Linked DNA regions of Mus musculus: all the other regions are linked to region 3. Evidence: chromatin contacts called from public Hi-C and promoter capture Hi-C data. All regions are on one chromosome and are shown on one strand. Each heading gives the region's core, a stretch centred on a gene start, on an enhancer-like site or on the middle of the called end of the contact. The rest is flanking DNA. Distances are from core to core; before and after follow the strand shown. Region 1 overlaps Smap2 (small ArfGAP 2). Region 2 overlaps Zmpste24 (zinc metallopeptidase, STE24). Region 3 holds the start of Rlf (rearranged L-myc fusion sequence).

Evidence for each region. Promoter capture Hi-C pulls out the DNA fragments that hold promoters and counts their contacts. A called contact is a pair of places that touch in the nucleus more often than the background predicts.
Region 1: a contact with region 3 is called in a Hi-C map of regulatory T cells, with 2.5 times the contacts expected there. The contact joins the enhancer-like site here to the promoter of Rlf in region 3. A contact is called at or near these places in 17 of 39 promoter capture datasets (the 3T3-L1 cell line, 3T3-L1-derived adipocytes, the C10 cell line and 11 more), 3 of 15 datasets of contacts at CTCF or cohesin (the NIH/3T3 cell line, large pre-B cells and pro-B cells), 45 of 484 Hi-C or Micro-C datasets (3T3-L1-derived adipocytes, B cells, the Ba/F3 cell line and 31 more), 25 of 115 datasets of contacts at active chromatin or transcription factors (the 230-238 cell line, CD8 T cells, the SCID.adh cell line and 18 more) and 4 of 9 other capture datasets (adipose tissue, embryonic stem cells, liver and 1 more).
Region 2: a promoter capture Hi-C map of cranial neural crest shows a contact between it and region 3. The contact joins the enhancer-like site here to the promoter of Rlf in region 3. A contact is called at or near these places in 10 of 39 promoter capture datasets (the C10 cell line, the HPC-7 cell line, cranial neural crest and 7 more), 4 of 484 Hi-C or Micro-C datasets (the G1E-ER4 cell line, adipose-derived mesenchymal stem cells, cortical neurons and 1 more), 9 of 115 datasets of contacts at active chromatin or transcription factors (the 230-238 cell line, the SCID.adh cell line, bone marrow-derived macrophages and 4 more) and 3 of 9 other capture datasets (adipose tissue, liver and pancreatic islet).

The regions. Positions count from the first base shown.
Region 1 is chr4:120,985,141-120,988,093 of GRCm38.p6, forward strand. It overlaps Smap2 (small ArfGAP 2), which reads right to left. Exons shown (of 10, transcript NM_133716.3): 2 at 55-188. Among named protein-coding and RNA genes, the nearest start is that of Mir7015, 13 kb to the left of the region's middle. Within about 2 kb of position 1,556, at least 31 of the 459 cell types and tissues checked have an H3K27ac peak or open chromatin away from gene starts, as enhancers often do. A contact at or near this core is called in CD8 T cells, bone marrow-derived dendritic cells, effector CD8 T cells and 3 more, where this site is marked.
Region 2 is chr4:121,073,123-121,075,822 of GRCm38.p6, forward strand. It overlaps Zmpste24 (zinc metallopeptidase, STE24), which reads right to left. Exons shown (of 10, transcript NM_172700.3): 7 at 1,351-1,535. Among named protein-coding and RNA genes, the nearest start is that of Gm23540, 9.7 kb to the right of the region's middle. Within about 2 kb of position 1,324, at least 5 of the 459 cell types and tissues checked have an H3K27ac peak or open chromatin away from gene starts, as enhancers often do.
Region 3 is chr4:121,213,686-121,216,385 of GRCm38.p6, forward strand. It overlaps Rlf (rearranged L-myc fusion sequence), which reads right to left and starts at 1,399. Exons shown (of 8, transcript NM_001346660.1): 1 at 1,150-1,399. The coding sequence starts at 1,386.

The sequences.
Region 1 (2,953 bases), core at 306-2,805, 230 kb before region 3:
TGAAACTGCTCTTACATGGGTACAAGAGAAGCTGGCTAAAGGCTGTGCTGGTACCTGAATCTGTTCTTGAGTCCACTGGTCGAGGTTCACTGATTTTACCCTGGATATATGCACCCCCAAATTCCTGTGGATCCCAGCACACCGAATGCAGATGAACACCCCGATGTTCCAGGAGGCCCATCTCGGCCCTGTGGAGAGCGAGACAGGACAGATTATGAGAATGCTCGTCTGTGCTACTTAGATTATCAAGCAGCATTTTGGCTAAAACCAAATGAGATTTTACTGCAATTACCCTTTTTACTGACTTTATTCATTCCTGTAGATCAACATTTATTTGACTTTCAGCTTAAACTCTGAGTATACAGTACAGAGGTTCCCAGGGCAGTCACACCGCTGCATGGTGATCACCACTCTAAATCCAGAAGTTTTATCACTCAAATCCCAAACCTACTAGTAGGTACTCTGTATCCCTGCTCCCCACCGGCCCTTAGCGCCCAGTCCCTGGCAATCACAGGTCTACTTTCTGCCTAGGACTTGCCAGTTTCAGACATCTAATATACATGGAACTATGTAACGTGAAGGCACAAGACATGCTTTTAGTGTCTAATCAGTGCTAAAATACATGTCATAGTACTTTGTCACTTGTATGAAGAAAACTCCCAGGAGAGTGGTGGAAAGCCACATCTAAGTCTCTCTAACCTGGCACCTTACACCAACAGTGGAAGATGCTGTAAAGGTGAGGGGCCTGGATTCAGCTTTCTTCCTAGGAAAAAGGATACATGCATTGCAGGCCAGCCAGGCTCATGCTGAAACTGAAAACGCTGGTATCCTCTCCTTCCTCCAGCCTATAAAATATGCATCCACATTAACCTAACAAGATCCCTAAGCCGGGCTGATGTCCCTACTTTACCCAACTACAGAATTATCTAGATTCAGAATTGCCAGATAATGTAGTTACCTGAAAGCTTATTAGTACAAAGAGAAATCTCACACATGAGTTTAAAAAAAGGTATAGAATCTCCTATCCCCTGACAGTTCTCTTTACCCTAATAATACCTCCGCAAAATCTCCAAACTGTTTCTCATAATTTTATATGGGGGGAAAAAGACTTATATGACAGTTACCAAGACTGACTGAAAAATCTGACGTGGTTCCTTCTCCACCGTTCCTCAGAAACTAATGACATGGATTCAGCACAGTATCACAATTAGAGGTTGAAGTGATGCCAATGCTGCTGGCTTTCTACAGAGATTAGCAGGCCTGTGCTTGGAATAAGAAAGTTGCCCAGCCTGAGATATTTGACAGCAGTATTGATAAACAAATGCTAGAGTCTCGTGGGAACTCTTAGAAATCTGAATCCATAATTATTATTAGAAAGAGACTATTTTGATTCAGGTAAAGTCCATTATGGCAAAATACAGAATGACAGGAGGTGCAAGTCTTCCTCGTCACCACCAGGGGGTGCTCTCTGCTTGGAAGTTTATTGCTATTTTCACTGGTTCAGGTTTTTATCTTCTGAAAGATCTTCAATCTCTCTAGTCCCTAGCTGACTGCGCAGTCTCCCACAGACTCCGAGACACACAACGCCTCACATACTTGTTCCTGGTAGTGGGGTGTCATACAGCTGCAAAAGGAAAGAGCCAAACCAACGTGAAGGAGGTTTCTCATGGTGTGAATTTCTGGTTTTGTTTCTACCCTATGATCTTTACATTTTTTAATGGGATCAACCAAATAAATATCAATTATTTCATACTTCTTTGGCATTTTTTCTGTGTTCTAGATTCGAGAGTCTTGAAATCGAGATAGCTAAGATGAGGCCAGTGAGATAGCTCCACAGGTCATGGCACTTGCCACCGAGGCTGGTGACCTGAATACAATCCTAGAATCTACACAGAAGGACAGAATGAATTCTCACAAGCTGTCCTCTGGTCTCCACACATGCAATAGGACCCCACCACACAAACAACACAACACACACACAATGAATAAATATAAATAAGCAAGCAAACAAACTTAATAAAATTTTTGGAAAGAAGTTAGCTATGGAAGATTAGGCTATCTACATTCTGGGTCTAAGTCAAGAGAAAGCAGTCTACAGTCACCTAAGATACCAGCATCACTGTGGGATCTCCAGACACTTACAGTCTTAAAAGTCTTCCTGCCCTGAGTCTACACACTTGCAAAGACCCCAGAGTAGAAATACAGGCAACTACCTTTTCATAAGCAGCCAGGTGACAGCCTCCCTTCCTCTCCCACCCCCACAGTCTTCCCTCCCAGCATCCCTCCCACACTTCGCCAGTGAGATGGTGACACTTCTCATTTCTACCTTACTCGGTCTCTCTCCCTCACCTGACCTCCCTGAACCTGAGTCTAAACCAATGACCTCATGCATTCCAGGCTAAAGCTCAACCACAGCCCTTCAACCTGAGTTCTCTTTCAGTTTTGAGCAACTAGACTTATAACAGTCACCAACTACACAACCCATAAGAGTCCGTGAAACCAAGGAAGAAAAAAAAAGTTACTTATGGGCTAGGAGTGGAGCTCAGTAGTAAAGCCCTTGCCTAATACGCTAGACTTTGGGCCTCAAGCTTCAACACGTTCCCCTAGTTTATATGGCTGAAAATGTGGGGAAATGGTATAGTTATTAAAAGTATAGTCTGTGAAGTCAGAAAAGACTGCGGCTCCATCAGTGATTACCAATATGACCTTGAGAAACTTGTACTTCCCAGGCTTCAGTTTCTCCATCTATAAAATGTGTTTTATAACACCTACGTCAAATTGCCTAAACAGAGAGAACAACAATAAGTAGCGCCTGCACATAAGAACACGATACAGGAGGATTCCAGGACACACTTCCCATCAATCTCCACCGAAGGACCAGTAAACAGACTCACGCATGTCGCCCCAACGCTGTCCAATACTTCAGGATGTTGGGGGTGCTGTTTGTTGTGCT
Region 2 (2,700 bases), core at 74-2,573, 140 kb before region 3:
TGTTCTCTGATCTCTAGACATGTGCTATGGTATACACATATGCACTCATTCATAAAATAAATCTAAAAAAAAGTTAGACTTCTCTTCTAACCCCAGTGCTTTCCTGAGTGCTGGATTAGAGGTGTGATCCATCATAACTTGTGTCTTGTACATGCTAGGCAAGCACTTTACCAACAGAGCTACATTCCCATTCCCTACTTTTGTATACTTTTGACAGCCCTGGCATGTTCTCCGTAGACCAGGCTAGCCTCGAATCACTTGTTTCTGCCTCCTGGGTACTTCAATTAAATTAAAGGTATGCACCACCTTCCCCTGACTACTTTTATATTTTTAATGCCAAGCAAAAGAGTTCAGTAGAAAGCATATGTTTCTTAAGTGATAAAAGCAAATAAAACCGATTCAATTACATAATGTACCCAAGGATCCTCACTGACTAAATGACAGGACCAGGTCTTGACTCTGTCTACTGCCAAAGTAAAGCCAGGAAAACCTATTAACTGTATGCCTCAGTTACACAAAAGCTAAATGTTTATCCCTTACTTTGTCTGCAGAAATTCTTTGATCATAAACATAAAAGTAATATGGGCCAATGAGATGGGTCATTGGGTAAAGGTCAGGGATAACAGGCCCCCAGACCTGAACACAACTGACTCCATAAAACTTAGTACATAGACAGCACCACTTGCCAAAAAATGAAAACAAAAGGCCTGATCCATCAAAGTCCACAGTTGTGGGAATTCTCTAAATGTACTCACCTTGCTTTTTTGCTTCTGTAATTTCACTTCTCACTAACTGTTCTTGTTAACTGAAGCATGTCAACTCAGGTATGGTTTCTGTGCTTAAAAGTTCACCCTAAGAAAGGCTATATTGGGGCTATGGTGATTACACTGAGTAGTTGCCCGCTGCTACAAAGACTTTTATTGGCTTCAAGCTGTGTCTGAGCAGTCTTCCCTGGTGGATACTCCACAATTGTCACCTGTACTGGCTAGCTGAGTATAATCCCCAGGACTGACAATGTAGAGAAAAATCAACTACAAGTTGTCCTGATTTCCATTTTTACCATGGTGTACACACACACACACACACACACACTCTCTCTCTCTCTCTTTCTCTCTCTCTCGCACAGAAAAAGCTATTACATAATATTTTAAAAACTAAGGTCTTTCGGTTTTAATATGTACATCTTATGAAAGTTTGGTGGCTTAGCATGTGGGAATGGTAGACATTTCTCACAAACAGCAGCACCTTAAGAGTTGTAGTGTTTGTACTTGGTCTCTGTGAGGCCCACACACTGCATGGAAACTTGTATTATTATTATAAGTCAAAGGCTCCGAGGAAGAAAGAACTTACTTTCACTTTAGCTTTTACTTCTTCACTGTCCCCTTCACCTTCATTGCGGGCTTCCATGCCAGACTCCTCCTGGTTGTCTTTGTTTGGTACAGAGTACTCTTCTAGTAGAGTGTCAAACAAAACTATTCTCTTGTTCTTGAAGAAGCCATAAAAGTAAGCATTGCTGTGGGAGGAACGCTTAGATCCTATGGAAGACAGTCCAAAGCAGGGAACAGTTAAAACACCAGGGGTCCTTTGGAACTAGTGGGAAGGGCATTAACACTGAAAGGCTGTATTAATATAATTCAATAGCAGCAGTGGGGTGGCTGTCACCCTGCTCCACTTATGCTCCCTGGTGTGTAGCAATAGTAAAATAAGCCAAAGTACCCAACAGTGTGAAATGATTAAACTGCAGCAAAGCTATGGAATGGAATTTTAAGCAGCCAGAAAAAAAATATTTATATATAGTGGAATTTAGCAAGAGAAAATCTCACCAAAGTATAGTGAAGAATACAAAATGCCACACATATATAAGGTTACCATATTATTAAAAGATGTGCATGTCAACAGAATGGCATAAACCCAAGTCTATGAGAAAAAATACCAAAGTAAGGAAATGTAGTTCATGGGGACCCAGAAGTATGGATTTTGTCTCTGTTCTCAGTTTTCTTTTTAAAAAAGAAGACACCTGTTATCAGAGAATGCTCTGTTAAGACTGGAAGACAACATATCAAAACTTTCAAGAGAAGCTGAGAGTTCCTGAACTGTGGTACATATTACTTTCTACTTTATGTATTTCTACAATTTCCAAATGTTCTTCATTGTGGTATGAGAACGGGTCAATTACCAGCAGCCACATGGTGACTCAACCAACTATAACTTTAGTTCCAATGGATCCAGGGATCCAACAGCCTCTTCTGACCTCTGAGAGAGCATTAAGCACACATGTAGTACACAGACATCCATTTGAACATAACATTCATATACATAAAATGAAAAATAAATCTAAAAAATAAAACAACCCATAAAAATCTTTTAAAAGAAAAGGAACTCACAAGTTGTGACTCTTTCTTTCACCCAACAAGGCCACTTTGGTTCTTCCTAAACTTGGTCTGCTCGGACTTCTCCTGCCTGTACCTGAATTGTGAGCATTTGGACAAAGCTTCAAAATCCCCATCTAAGATCTTTGGAATCTCGCTTTAAACAATTTCCTTCAGGATCGCTTTTAGGTTATATGGATCTGCCTGCTTCTCAATGTAGTCAGTGCTATGAACATGAACAAGCCAAGTTCATACCCATTTGTAAGCTGCTACTCAGAATGTCGATTAAGGGCTTTCATATGTTTTGTTGGCCATCTTGTCCCTTCCCATA
Region 3 (2,700 bases), core at 149-2,648:
ATGATCTAATGTATAGAAAATATTAGCAGAGAAAAATTCCAAATAGACGAAGTTCTGGGTCAAAGAGTGGGATACAAATGAACTCAACAGAGACAACTAATTCTGCCCAGGACCAACAAAGCAGATTGCTCACTACTCCAACTACAACTTTCTAACTCCACAATCTTTTCAGCACTCAATTGCTCATTAAGAGTCCACGTACCAACATACCTCGATTATTTTCTATTCTCTAAGGTACTCCAAATGAGGAGCAAAGGGATGGCAGAAACCTGATAGTCTAAGTACCAGATGCAGAAACAATGACGGCAAGCATTTACACTTGGAAGACACTCGAAAACATAGAAAAAAAACTGCAACGTGGTCACGGAGACCAAACTTAAAATCACATCTGTCAGCATGTAGCCCCACAGATTGGGACCCGCACAGAAACGATCAATCACCCGACTGCCAAAGAGGCCATTCTCTATATCTCTCTCCCGACCTCTTCCACTCAGACTAATCTCCATTACAGAGCTACCAGGCTCCATTCCTAGTAGTACAACCAGCAGATGAATACAAAACAGGTCAAAGAATGGCATAAACATATCTTTTCACACCCGCCCACAGTGGCAAAAACAAACAAACAAACAAACACCCCACAAAAACCAATCAACCGGCTCAGTATTCCCTAATCAGAAAGCTCCAGACGCCATCCAAGACCAACCGTCGTATCTTAGGGAAGCCAAAAGATGTGACTTTAAAGATAAGTCTCTGGTCAGAGCCCACCTCTCCTGATTGTTCAGAAAAACAAGGTTTTTCAGTTTGGAGATCAGCACACCACTCAAAAAAAAAAGCATCTCCCTGCAGGAACTGGCAATCGATCCCTCAGGGGGGCAGTGGCGCTCCAACCACCCGGCCAGGACCCAGGCAACAGCGACAGGGCACAGCCCTTGCAGGGAGCTCTCTGGGCTCAGGACCGCCCAGCGCAATCCGCCCGGGCAGTGACTGAAGTCGGGTTACGGCAGAGCTGGGCCTGCCCGGCCCGGGGGCGCGGCGAGATACGGGGGTGGCGTTTTTCCCCGCGAAGCCCCCGGCTGTTGAGGCGGATCCCGAGTCTCTTCTCCCGGCCTCCCCGCCCCTCCACCCTCGGCCATCTAGTCCACCCCTCACCTGGCAGAAGCTCCGGCAGTAGCTCAAAGATGAGACCTCGGACACCTCCTGCTCCCTCAGCTCGGTCTCCAGCTGCCAGAGACACGGTCGTAGGCCCGGCGCTCCCGACGCCGGAGATGCAGGGCGATGACCCCGAGCCATGGACTCAGTCTCGACTTCGGCTCCCGCCACCGCCGGAGCCTCAGCCCCAGCCCCGGCCCCGGCGGCGGCCGTGGCGTCTCCCTTTCCGTCCGCCATCTTCCCACGGCCCAGCAGCGCGTAGGCAACCAAACCACGTGACTCCGCCTGGCCCCGCCCCCAATCGCCCGTGTTAGTGACGCACCCCCCTGGCGACGCTGGCGCCAACTTTATCCGTCACTAGGACGCCGAATGTTGGTCCTCTCAGAAGTCTCCACCGCAACCGCCCTAGCAACAGCCTAGCAACGGCGAGATTCTAGCGGCCCTGGGTTCTACAGGCCCTTCAGAGTCGAGGAGCGCAAAGGGCCTAGAGACAATGGAGATATGAGAGAGATGTCTGCGGAGCAGCGAACCGAAGAGCAAGGGAAAGGCAGCCCAGAAAGAAGCTCGGAGAAAAGCATCCCCGGTTGGAGGAAAATAAAGATTGTTAGGCCGACCTGAAAACAAACTGAAGGGAATTTGGTTTAAAATGGGAATGGCATTACTAGTCGCTGGAAAAAGGATTGGTCAAAATATATGGCGTTGAGACGATTCTACTAAAAAGGGGGGGGGGGGGACTTTTAAAAAGTTGTTTTCAAGACAAGGATTCCCTGTGTAGGACTAGCTGTCCTGTAACTCACATTGCAGATCAGGCTGGCCTCAAACTTAAAAGTTCACCTGCCTCTGCCTCCCAAGTGCTGCGACTGGAGGTGTGCAGAGACAGGCTGGATCTCTGTGGGTTAGAAGCCAGACTGGTATATAGAGCGAGTTCCAGGACAGCCAAGGCAAAGCCACTGTAATCCAGCACTTGAGAGACTGAGACAGGAGGATCATGAGTTCCAGGTATTAGTGGGAGGGGACAAGAAAGAAATGCAAAGAAGAACAGAGAAGAAAAGGGAGAATGGCAAAATGGTGTGGCTGGAGCCCAGTAGATGAAGTGGTGAAAACAAGAAAAAAATATGTATATATGTGTGTGTGTATATGTATATGTGTGTGTGTGTGTGTGTATATACACATACATTATATATATATATATATATGTATATATATATATATACATATATATATATATATATATATAAAATCCAGAACATAAGATGTTTGGTCTAGTATACAAATGAGGGATACCCTCACTTCAACTGGAGGAACTCTATAAACAATGGGTCTAGATGAAGGTAAATGTATAATTTGATAATGGGAGATTTGAGAGTTATGACCTAAATGTTGCTTTCCCCTCCATGAAATATGAGCCATTGTGCTGATTGGTCAGTTGTTTGTGACTTTAATACAAAACCAGAGTCACTTGGGAGGAGGGAACCTCAACTGAGAGGTGCCTCCATCCCACTGATCCCTGTAGGCATGTCCATGACATGTTTTGTTTGTTGACTGACGTGG